Linked DNA regions of Danio rerio: region 1 is linked to region 2. The links are chromatin contacts, called in public Micro-C maps. All regions are on one chromosome and are shown on one strand. The core of a region is the stretch at or near the end of the contact, and the rest is flanking DNA. Distances in the headings are between cores, read along the strand shown. Region 1 holds the start of wnk1b (WNK lysine deficient protein kinase 1b). Region 2 overlaps wnk1b (WNK lysine deficient protein kinase 1b).

Evidence for each region. Hi-C and Micro-C count contacts between places; a contact is called where the count stands out from the background.
Region 1: a contact with region 2 is called in a Micro-C map of caudal fin, with 4 times the contacts expected there. The contact joins the promoter of wnk1b here to the enhancer-like site in region 2. A contact is called at or near these places in 4 of 18 Hi-C or Micro-C datasets (caudal fin, embryo, hematopoietic stem cells and 1 more) and 2 of 4 datasets of contacts at active chromatin or transcription factors (caudal fin and gastrula embryo).

What each region holds. Positions count from the first base shown.
Region 1 is chr4:8,641,102-8,646,788 of GRCz12tu, reverse strand. wnk1b (WNK lysine deficient protein kinase 1b) reads left to right here and starts at 4,355. Exons shown (of 26, transcript XM_073947021.1): 1 at 4,355-4,961. It overlaps LOC141381588 (a long non-coding RNA gene), which reads left to right. Exons shown (of 5, transcript XR_012401884.1): 5 at 1,030-1,775.
Region 2 is chr4:8,592,065-8,598,425 of GRCz12tu, reverse strand. It overlaps wnk1b (WNK lysine deficient protein kinase 1b), which reads left to right. Exons shown (of 26, transcript XM_073947021.1): 4 at 4,982-5,202. Among named protein-coding and RNA genes, the nearest start is that of wnk1b, 47 kb to the left of the region's middle. Within about 2 kb of position 1,810, at least 4 of the 62 cell types and tissues checked have an H3K27ac peak or open chromatin away from gene starts, as enhancers often do. A contact at or near this core is called in caudal fin, where this site is marked.

The DNA of each region.
Region 1 (5,687 bases), core at 3,106-5,605, 46 kb before region 2:
AAACAAACTAAATTAAAACATACACAGTATATAAAATAAATAAGTCAAATAAAAATAAATAAATGAATAAATAAAAAGGGAGGCGATACAGTATAAACCAGTGGGAAAAAAACATCAACTTAAAATTTTAAGGCAACCAGCTTTAGGACATTTTTGAGTTGTCTAAACATTCAGCCCAAGTACTGAACTTGACTTGATTTAAGTTGAGTTAACTCAAAAATTCCCTGAAGCTGGTTGCCTGACATTTTAGGTTTAGTTAGGTAAAGTTTCTGACATTCTTCAAAACAACCAAAAAGAAAACTGATAAAGGTTAAAAAGCGCTTAAGGGTGGGGAAATGAAGACACGTTTTTATTCATATTTTTCACTATTATTTAATAAAAGAGAACAAAAAAAGTTATTTTTAAAAATAATGGAAACCTGTAACCATTGACTTCCATACAGTAGCATTTGTTTTTTCTACTGTGAAAATCACCAGTCACAGGTTTCCAACATTCTTCGAAACATCTTCTTTTGTGTTCAACAGAAAAAAAATCTTAAAGGTTTGAAATTGCTTGAGAGTAAGCAAATGATGACACATTTTTATTTATATTTTCATCCTTCACAAAAAGAGAACAAAAAAGTAATTTGAAAAATGTTGGAAACCTGTAACCATTGACTTTCATAGTATTTCATAGTTTTTCCTACTGTGTAAGTAATTGATTACAGGTTTCTGACATTCTTCAAAACATCTTCTTTTGTGTTTAACCTAAAAAGGAAACTCATAAACGTTTGAAACCACTTGAGTAAATGATGAAACATTTTTATTTATATTTTCATCGTTCACCTGAAACCTGTAACCATTGGCTTCTCTAGTATGTGTTTGTTTTTATTCTGGTATATATAAACTCTTATTAGACTAAATGGCATTTTATTGTGTCTTAAATCATAAGAACATTCTATTATAGATTCTATTATAGAGTAAATGTACTGTAAATCACTGGTTACAGGTTTCTGACATTCTTTAAAATATCTTCTTTTGTGTTTTTCAGAAAAAAGGATACTCATAAAGGTTTGAAACCGCTTGAGTAAATGATGACACCTTTTTATTTATATTTTTGGGGAGAACAACCCCTTTCTTACTCAGACGAGTGTTAAATTTCCAGATGCTCTCAATTGACCTGTATGTCAACACAGCTTAATCACTGCCTTTATTTGGGAAGGGGGGAACTAAGTGTACCCTTCCCCGTCAGTGCATCAGAACAAACAGCCTCTCGGGGTTCAGTCAAAGACACATACCGTGATCTCGACACCTTACTGTCTTACTCGATTTTGCCCATCATTGGACCTCACAGGTGGTGTTGGGTAGCAGCAGGGCCTCCATGGAGAATCCGTGATGTTACGAAAGATCCTTCTCAGAAATATAAAGAAGAAAAACAAATATATTGGGTTATAACGGGTACACTATAGCAATATTCCTGGACTTCAAAATGTTTAAATTTTCTTTCTGAGCAAAGAGAATAAATCTGAAGACACAAATGCCATTCAGTGTAATAATAGTTTATATATGGCCAAAAATTTGACAAAAATTAGTTGATGACATAGTAAAAAATTATATTTGAGGATCACAAGACTACTTATATAAGAATATTCATTATTATTTGTCATTAATTGTCATTTGGAATCAGATCAGAAAAAAGTTTCTTTTTTCATAAATATATGTTATGATGAATGATGATGGCACTTTTTATGATGTGTATTTTGTGTATTTGAAATATTAAAGTTGACATTATTTGCATTTATTGTGCTTGCTGTATATTTAAAACAATATTAATAATTTGATACAAACAACTTGATAAAAAAATACTCTCATACTTTTATTAAATTCAGAAAAGCACAAAATGTAATGTATTTTTGCAATATTCCCTCAAAAAATAAAAACAAACAAACAAACAAATTAATTAATAAAATAATTAATTTAATAAACAAACAAACAAATAAATAAACAAGTAAATAAATAAATAAATAAATAAATAAATAAATAAATAAATAAGCAAATAAATAAATTAGTAAATAAATCCCCAAATTCCTGCATAAATAAATGCAGAATTAATTAATACTGCAGGCTGATTTTCTTATTCCAACCACATTTGTGTAATTTATTTAAATATTTATCAGCCTACACTATTAATATTTATTTGTATATTTATTTATACAGGAATTTGTAAATTGTATATATTTATTTGCATATTTATTTATTCGTTATTTTATTTATACAGGAATTTGTGCATTTATTTGTTTATTAAATCATTTGTTTATTATTATTTATATTTATAGGATAAAACCTGCAAAAACAAATAAACAAATACGAAAAAAAAATATATTGTTTAGAAATTACAGTTAAATAAATCTACAAATTCTTGCATAAATAAAATAATAAAGAAATAAACATGCAAATAAATAAATAAATGAGTAAATAAATCTACAAATTCCTGCATAAATAAAATAATGAATAAATAAATAAATAAATAAATAAATAAATAAATAAATAAATAAATAAATAAATAATAAAACATTAAATAAACAAATTTGCTAATAAATGAATAAATAACTATACACAAATGTCTGCATAAACAAAACAGTAAATAAATAAGTAAATACACAAATAAATAAATAAATAAACAAATAAATAAATGTATATATAATTCTACAAATTCCTGCATAAATAAATTTACAAATAATTAATAGTGTGGTGTGAAAGGGGAAAAAATCTACTTTCAGTTTAGTATTTCCTTATTCCCCCAACATCTGTGTAATTTGTTTAATTTTTAGTCTGCTCACACTATTTATTTATTTATTTATGCAGGAATTTGTGGTTTTTAATATATATTTATAAAAAAAAAAAAAAAAAAAAAATATATATATATATATATATATATATATATATATATATATATATATATATATATATATATATATATATATATATATTTATTTATTTATTTACATGTTTATTTATTGTTTTATTTATGCAGGAATTTGAGGATTGATTAATTAATTAATTAATTTGCATATTTATTTATTGTTTTATCCATGCAGGAATTTGAGGATTGATTAATTAATTAACTTGCATATTTATTTATTGTTTTATTTATACAGAAATTTGAGGATTCGTTAATTAATTAATTAATTTATTTGCATATTTATTTAGTTGGATATTTATGCAGGAATTTGAGGATTAATTAATTAATTAATGTATTTATTTGCATATTTATTTATTGTTTTATTTATGCAGAGATTTAAAGATTAATTTATTTATTTATTTGCATATTTATTCATTGTTTTATTTATGCATCGATTTGAGGATTAATTAATTAATTTATTTAATTATTTGCATATTTATTGTTTCATTTATGCAGGAATTTGCGGATTTGTTAATTAATTTAATTATTTGCATATTAATTTAATGTTTTATTTATGCAGGACTTTGAGGATTTGTTAATTAATTAATTTATTTATTTGCATATTTACTAATTGTTTTATTTATGCAGGACTTTGAGGATTTATTTATTATTTTATGTATTTATTCACATATTTATTTGTTTATTGTTTAATTATCCATAGGTTTCATCCTCCATACTTTTTATTAAATTCAGAAGTGCACAATAAATACATTCATGACATAGTCATTGTTGTGGTAGTATCAGCAGTAGTAGACATTATAGTAGTAATAGTTGTAGTTGTGACTGTAGTAGCAGCAATAGTAGTTGTAATATAAGAAACTTTATGTAGTAGTAGTAGTTAGTGTAGTACTTGTGATTTATTATCATTGTCATTTATTATTACTGTTGTCCTTTCTTTCTTTTTACTGTCATTATTACTATCATACATTACTAAGCATTGTTGTTACTCCCTAACTCTGACTGGTTTCTTTTTTATCTGTTTTACTTGTATCTGCGATACTTGATTCATTTATTGGCTGATATTGTTCCTAATGTATGTAATCTGACCTTTCCACCAAGTTACCTTTACATGGACACACACACACACACACACACACACACACACACACACACACACACACACACACCTAACAGTACCTGACTATATTGTATTTGTTTTGTTTTTTATAGTTGTTTTATTATGGTTTTTTGTTGATGTTTTTTTTTTTTTTGTATTTGTATGATCCCAATTTATGTACTTTTTTGCATATTCTAATGAAAAAAAAGAAGTGCACAATAAATGATGTTTTTTTAATATCTACCCAAATAATGAAACAAACAAATAAATAAATAAACAAATGGACTCGGGAAGGAAACAGTGACCTCTTCAGGCGGCTTCACGCCACTGTCGGCTGGCGCTGTGCTGTCAGTATTCAGTGGGAGGGTAGACAGCAGCAGCCTCGGAGCTAAAACCAACGTGACAGACTGGAGTCTTAATAACACCACCCGAACCAAGAGCAGCAGTAACAGACAAACCCCGAATGCTGCATATGGAGACTACTGGATGTCATTTGTCGACTGCTGCTGCGTAAGGATAACGATTTCGCCGGTTCGACAGCCGCGAACGCAAACTGCAGTGGATGTTGTTGCATTGTTCACGTGAAAGGGAGAAAAATCCGTGGGTTCAGCGGATCCGCGTGCAGTCCACCGGAACCGGACACTGTTGGTGATTTGTCATGATGTTTTATCACGGGATACATCATCGTTACGCTGGATACCGATTTCATTAAAACCATCACATCGCGCTGGATTCAACAGCCCCGTGTTGAACTTGGCCTGTAGAGCAAAACAGCGCGATGAACGCGAAGCTGTGCTAACTTAAATCTATTGGATTTATGTTTTCTTGTTTATAGTCGTCATCATATTTTGCCTTCGTAACAGTTTGGCGATTATCTCACTTAAATTATTCGCTCGGTCAACTCGAGCAACTGCAGCTGTCGCTTTGTCTACATCAGCGGGGAATGGATATGACGATACGAAAGGTAATCGCTGGCCAGCCTCCTATTTACTTATTGCAGCCAAATGTATTGTAGATAGCTATAAGCCATCTGATAATTGTGTGTTGACATGATAAATACACCCGGTATATGTGCTGTGTTGTATGTGGGAAGCGCGTGTATTCGTACGCGCTTCCTGTTCAATAAACGTTATTAAAGGTGCGCGACGTTATTTTAAGAGCAAACTCGAGACCTCAAGAACCAACGGTTGTCGTCACTTGACAACATTGTATAAACGCATCTTACATTGTGTGTTGCTTGTAATCGTTTAAAATTGCTAAATGCTTTTGAGTGTTGTGCTTTACAGTTATAAAAATCCCCCAAATCTCAGCTGGCCACCACACGTAACCAGGGCGACCCGTCTCGCGACCCCCGCGTGCGCAGTAGACGCGTTCATCTGCCATGCCGTGTTTTTGTTTTGTTGACATTTTGACGCAATGTATTATATAATTTACGGTTTTACGATCGGAACGGAACACCTGGCTGACTCAGTGTCCAAAAAAAGGCCTGGGAATCGTTGGCTTGAGCCAAGCAGTGACACGGAGAAAACGAGTCGGCATATGATTCTGAGAAACGCTGTAAAGGCAGTACTACAGTCCAATATGTTGCTACATTTGCATTTAATGTGAATATTTATTAACATGATGAACAGTTAGGGCTGTCTTTAGTTGTTATATGTTAATATTTGTCATTTCTTAGTTTATTCTTTAT
Region 2 (6,361 bases), core at 561-3,060:
CACCAATACTATTGTTTTTAATTTGACCATAAATTATGTTCAGAGGTCACTGTCACAAGCGGCATGTTGGACCCAAAAAATTACACTTTTTATTCTTTCTGTTGGGATTTTAAGCATCCCATAAGTTGAGTCACTTTTCATCCACTGTAACACATCATGCAAGATTAAATGATTCTTAATCATACTTTATGATAAATTCCATTTACGATTCATTCTAGTATCTATTGTACATCATACATTAAGTCAGTTGTGCCAAAAAAGTCTTGACTGGTTTTCGTGTAGTCTAAAACCTGAATAAAAACTTTTTGTTCACCTTTTGAAGCTTTATAGTCCAGCATTGCCATTAACATTTCTGCAACACTTTTCCAAAGCGAATTAAGGTGCTTTCACACCTGGTTCAGTTGCCTGGATTGATTTCAAGTTTGATTGTCCCCCCTTGCCACCTTCTTGGCTTCTTGCCTTCACGTCGTCTTTTTTTCCCTCTGAACTCCGGTACGCTTTCGTCATTAAGTTAGGTGGCGGCCACGAAAGCAAAGCGCCAAAATGGAGACGTCTGCATATCACATCATTCTGCTTCTACTGATTCTTTTGCTTTTGTTGCCAAAACCAAAATACAGAAAGCCACGTGCGTCTATCTGCTGCAAAATATATTCAAAACATTCAGAACATCACGCAGTGTCTGCAGAAGTCGTTTTTGTTCAAGACAAGCAGACATTATCACTGTTTGCACGGGGTCAGTCCCGCTTGTCACCAAGGTAGGGGATACAGAGACATACACACACGAATGAACGTTATGAAAACTAAAAATTGTTGTGCAGTTGGCGGTTCACTTTCGTTTTTTGATACGATTGCGTTTAAATAAGAAGTGATGAACCGTACCCCAGGCCCACCTTTTTCAGGCTGACTCGGGTACGGTTCGTGGGTGAGCACCCAAGTTCGGAAGACACGTTTACACTAGCTGAACGTACCATACTTTGACGTCATGTGGACCAAAAGTGCTAGTGTGAAAGCACCCTTACACTTATAAACCAGAGCAGTGAGCTGCCTATTGAGCAGTTGGGGGTTCGGTGCCTTGCTCAAGGGAATCACCTTAGCCGGGGTTTTAAGTGGTATATTTGTTTACTCTCCATGTCAACAATCCCTGCTGGTGCTCAAACCTGCAACCTTTGGATCCCAAGTCATAACCATTAGGCCACGGCAGCCCTTTATGACCTCATTTAGAATAGAAACATACATAAACAGACCCTTCAAGCATTGTTACTCCATTACAGTTAAATCCGAAATCAAAATGCATGTTTTCTTAAGAGTTTCACTGTTTATAAAGTCAGAGACAGACTGTTTTGAATGACTTTACTGTTTTGGAAGTGTGGAGAGAGTTGTTGGTGTAGCTGGAGAACAGCCTGTTGAGGCTCTGTGGGAGCTGCTGGGTGTGTTGAGTGATGAGACCGTTTTGAATCAGGCTTTGTTGCTCGCACCCGCATCGCCTCGGGACTTACCCTTGGCTCGGATCCCATCTGTCAGTCAGCTGGCACACTCCATCAAAGATGACCTGTACCACCACCCACCTCCGACTGCTGGGCGAAGCACTACTCATGCTCGCTTCGGTCTTACTAAGCAAACTACAGATGTTATCTGTTTACACAAAAACACTCGGCTTGCCATATCTCCTCTCAAGCAGTCTTGGAAAAGCTGATCTGATGTTAATCAACCATTTTTTTTTCTTTTACTATGAGAAGAGGAAAAGGAAGGGGAAAGAATTTGATTCATGAGTCACAATAACAGTCATCCGTAAACATCTGTAAAATCAGTTATCCGATTCTCCTCTAGACAACCATGTCACACCCTATAACAAATGAGTCAACCGTGCTACTGTATATGTTAGGGATAGTTCACCCAAAAATTACAATTCCGTCATCATTTACTCACTTGTTTAAAACCTATTTGACTTTCATTTGTTAAAAAAAAAAACTGTAGCCTTTGCCTTCTACCATAGAAGTCAATTATTACAGACTTTCAGAGTTTTTCAAAATATCTTCTTTTGTGTTCAACAGAAGGTCCAAAGGTTTGAAAACCACACAAGAGTGAGTAAATAATGAGTAAAATGTCATGTTTGAGTGAACTATGCCTTTAAGTTTTGCTTGTGCCCATCTTCACCTAGGGCATTATGGGATAAAGGGTACCCAGCTCCCACTGTATTGGTGCCTGAACTGAGTAGATTGTTGTAATGAGGATTACATGGCCAAATCCTGGCTGTGGCTCAGCTCCAAGATTTGATTAGGCCAAGCTAATCTAACGAAAGTGCTGTACCACCGTCTTCACATGCTGTTGTCCTCTCTTTTATCTGGGACTACTGCTGTGTAATAGAAGAGAATGCAACTGTCAGTATGGTTGCTTCCAGACCCATCTTTGTGTAATCGTTTAATTCCGCCTGATTCTCATATGCACTGATCTTAATGGGCTGGGGGCCGGTTGCACCAGCAATGTGAAAGTTAAGATGTAAAGATGCACTACTTTACAACTTGCGCACCACTAAATAGCTTTGTATTGCACCATTTAACTTAGTTTAATCGCAGCTCTATTTTCCAATTAAATATTTACAGCAGCCAATGTATAACATTAAACGCAACTCTATTTTCCAATTAAATATTTACAGCAGCCAATGTATAACATTAAACGTAGCTCTATTTTCCAATTAAATATTTACAGCAGCCAATGTATAACATTAAACGCAACTCTATTTTCCAATTAAATATTTACAGCAGCCAATGTATAACATTAAACGTAGCTCTATTTTCCAATTAAATATTTACAGCAGCCAATGTATAACATTAAACGTAACTCTATTTTCCAATTAAATATTTACAGCAGCCAATGTATAACATTAAACGCAACTCTATTTTCCAATTAAATATTTACAGCAGCCAATGTATAACATTAAACGTAACTCTATTTTCCAGTTAAATATTTACAGCAGCCAATGTATAACATTAGAAAAGAAATGACAGTGAGATTAGTAGGAATGTCCCGATCAGTTTTTTTTCCCCAAGTTCCCGAAACCCAATCTGATACTTCTATAATACATAAAAAAAGAAGAGTAAAGAAACAGATCCCGGATGATCTTTATTTTTAATTTAATTCACCTTATTTTAACATTCAACAACTCTCTTAACAAACAGAGTACTTCTGTGACGTAGCTTGAGTAATAAATGACATCAATTCTTCACTTTTGGACTTTAGTGAAACAGTAAATATAAAAAGTAATCTAATATAAAAACAGACAGCACCTCAACTTAAAACACCAGGCAGCAATCCAAAGTTTACATATTTTACAGTTTGATATGACAATGTTGTAGTCATCAACATTATAATATCTCCAGACCGTGGCCATGTCGTGGTTTTATTGGAGCAACATATATCAAAGCAGAACTATGTTTTGAAACCTAACAATTTGAAAGCTTCTTATTGGTTATAGACTGATTTCACTTGGCTGCCATTTTTAAAAGCCAAGTCGAGGCTGCGTTGGGAAGAAACCCGGAAGTATCGTTGAGAGTTGCTCAGGAACGTTATGTGCTTGGCTGTATATCTTATCAGCGAAGGTAAAGAGACACAAATGTTTTATTCCACCGCCTTCCGAGTGACCCGAATGTCCGATCTGAATGAATGGTAAAAATAAAAAGGGATATCAAAGCTCACTTTCAGCTAAGTAAAGGAAAATGGCACAAGTTAGCTATCATTTTCTTTCTCAAACACACGTTTTAGATGCCATTTATCAAACTCGAATTAATGAACCGATTCTTTCACTATATTAAACTTGTCACAATACTGAATTAGATGAAAAATTTCGCCCTAACATTTAAGGCACTGTTGATGGCTTTCTTAAAACGGCGCTGATTTCCCTTTGTTCACGTGGTCGACAGAAATGCTTGTGATTGGCCGAGAAGGTCATCATTTCACGCACCGCTGTTTACTGAGCTCAAACACAGACGAGCCGAGCGATCTGCTTGATGACTCGACATCTTCATGGCTGCTTCGCGCTCCAGTCTCTGTGTATCTGTGTTTGCACTGGGTGAAGAGCGGTAAACTGAGTGCAAACACAGATACACGAAGACTGGAGTGCGAAGCAGCCATGAAGATCAGTTGAGTTATCCCCACTCCGCTGCGCTTCAATGTTAGCTGGTTTTAAAAATTCAGTACCGGGACAACACTATTACAGACAACACGAGGGTGTGCTACGGAGGACTGCAGTGTTTTATCACTCACCGGGTTACATAGGCTGAAGCAGGAAAGCGTCCCCACGGTGTTTAACTGGTGCCATGAATTGAAGCCTTGGAGGACACTTGAGCATATTACTCTTACAGAGATTGTGATGTTGTTTGATGCCTAATTTGCTTTTATTTTTTTAAATTAAACTTACTGTTTAATATCAAAGTGATGGTTTACACCATTTCTGCATTTTAAAATCTCGGCAACAGCTGGAGGTTTGTAGTCCACAGCATGTTGCTGCAATGTTCACAGTGCTGGTCCTATACTTCAAGGTTTCTTCCCACCGCAGCCTTGCTTTGGTTCTTTAAAATGGCGGCTGCGTGAAATAAGCGTATTACATCATTCAGTGCGACCGCACTACTTTACGAAGAGCTTACAACTTACTAAGTACATTCTGCCTTAAAAGCATGTGGTGCAACCAAAATAAGAACAGGTTTAGTTACAAACTAGCTAGTAGCTTCTAAGCCTCTACTGTGGACTTTACAGTTTAAGCAAGAACTTAAAAGAGCAGGTGCAACTCTACCCTGTGTAGTACAGCGTTTACTCACTCTCTTCTTGGTCTAAATGTTTTTTCAAGACAGCAGACTTGAAAAAACTCATATCATCTTCTGTTTATACATTTGCTGTTTGTTTTTACTCATGTCAAGGTCCTAAAATCCTTGTGGTTGGCCAATGAAGAAGAACATCGGGATAATTGTCCAATCTTTTTGTTCCTCAGATATCTGAAACGCTTCAAGGTGATGAAGATAAAGGTGTTGCGAAGCTGGTGCCGACAAATCCTGAAGGGCCTGCACTTCCTGCACACCAGGGCTCCACCAATCATCCACCGGGACCTGAAGTGTGACAACATCTTCATCACCGGACCCACCGGCTCAGTAAAGATCGGTGATCTGGGCCTGGCCACCCTCAAGCGTTCTTCGTTCGCTAAAAGCGTCATAGGTATGACCCAGCACTAGAACTTTCTTGCTTTCCCCATCTTCCAATTCAGTTCACCATATGCTATCCAAAATATGTGTCAAGTCACTGCTTGTTTTAATGATGAGGTGAAATCGGGAAGGTGGGGCATTTGCTATCACTTATGTGGAGAAATTTAAGGCATGCTGTAGCTCTTAGCTACACTGTTCACCTTAGATCACAGTTTTCCAGCCAGCCAAGGGCACTGGGTTTAATATGGGGTGTAGACCGGGGAAAACCAGAGGAGAACTTCTTGTAAATCAGGGGGAACACCTTTAGATCCTGCTGTTTCCCACCTGAAACTTATTGGCCTATAAATGCACTTTAAGTTTCCATAAAATTTGGGGTGTTTTGGGTAATATACGCATTAAGAGTAACAACAAAGCCTCATGCGCTTGTTAGTTTGATAGCTGCGGGGATCTTTCACACACAATATTAACCGAATAATCACTTTGGTCTGGAACCTGTGGTCTATGATTATTACAGTCCTAGAGATTCTCTTGCTGTCAGTAATATCTTAACGTCTTTTTCCAAAGGTTTCCCTGATTGCCTCATCAGATTTTTTCCCCTCGTTCGTCCTTTCAGATGGTTTAGATATTGCCATACATATTCTTTCTCTCTATTTCCTTTTTTTATTTTCTTTTTAGTTGTTTTTTTTTTTTTCCTGGTTTTGAGAATTGTTTCCTTTAAACTGTAGGGCTGTAATCTCAGCTGGTCTCACTCCACTGTATGGATTATTTAATGTCCTGCAGTTCAGACAGTAAGTATGCTAAAAATGGCAAGTAAGTGGTAAGTCAACAAGCAAACCTATGCCCAAAAAACCGGAAATATTTCAAATATGAATCGATATTATAACTCGTTTTTCTGTGTGAGGCCTTTTAACGCGGCTAGCACACAACAGTTTCTCCTGTCACTAGCTATGGCCTTGCTCTGTGCTTTCACCTGCTTAACCTTATCTCATTACAGGCTGGTCGAAAGGTGAGTCGGTCATGTGTTTTCCATAACTGTGTTGTTTACATGGATCAAGTTCCATAGCTAGTCACCCACCGCTGTCCGGTTCCCCATTTTAATGTGTTGTAAAGATAAACACCGTTCTGGAGCCAATCAGGCAGCTCTGAAAGTAACCTGCACCAATGTGCACGTG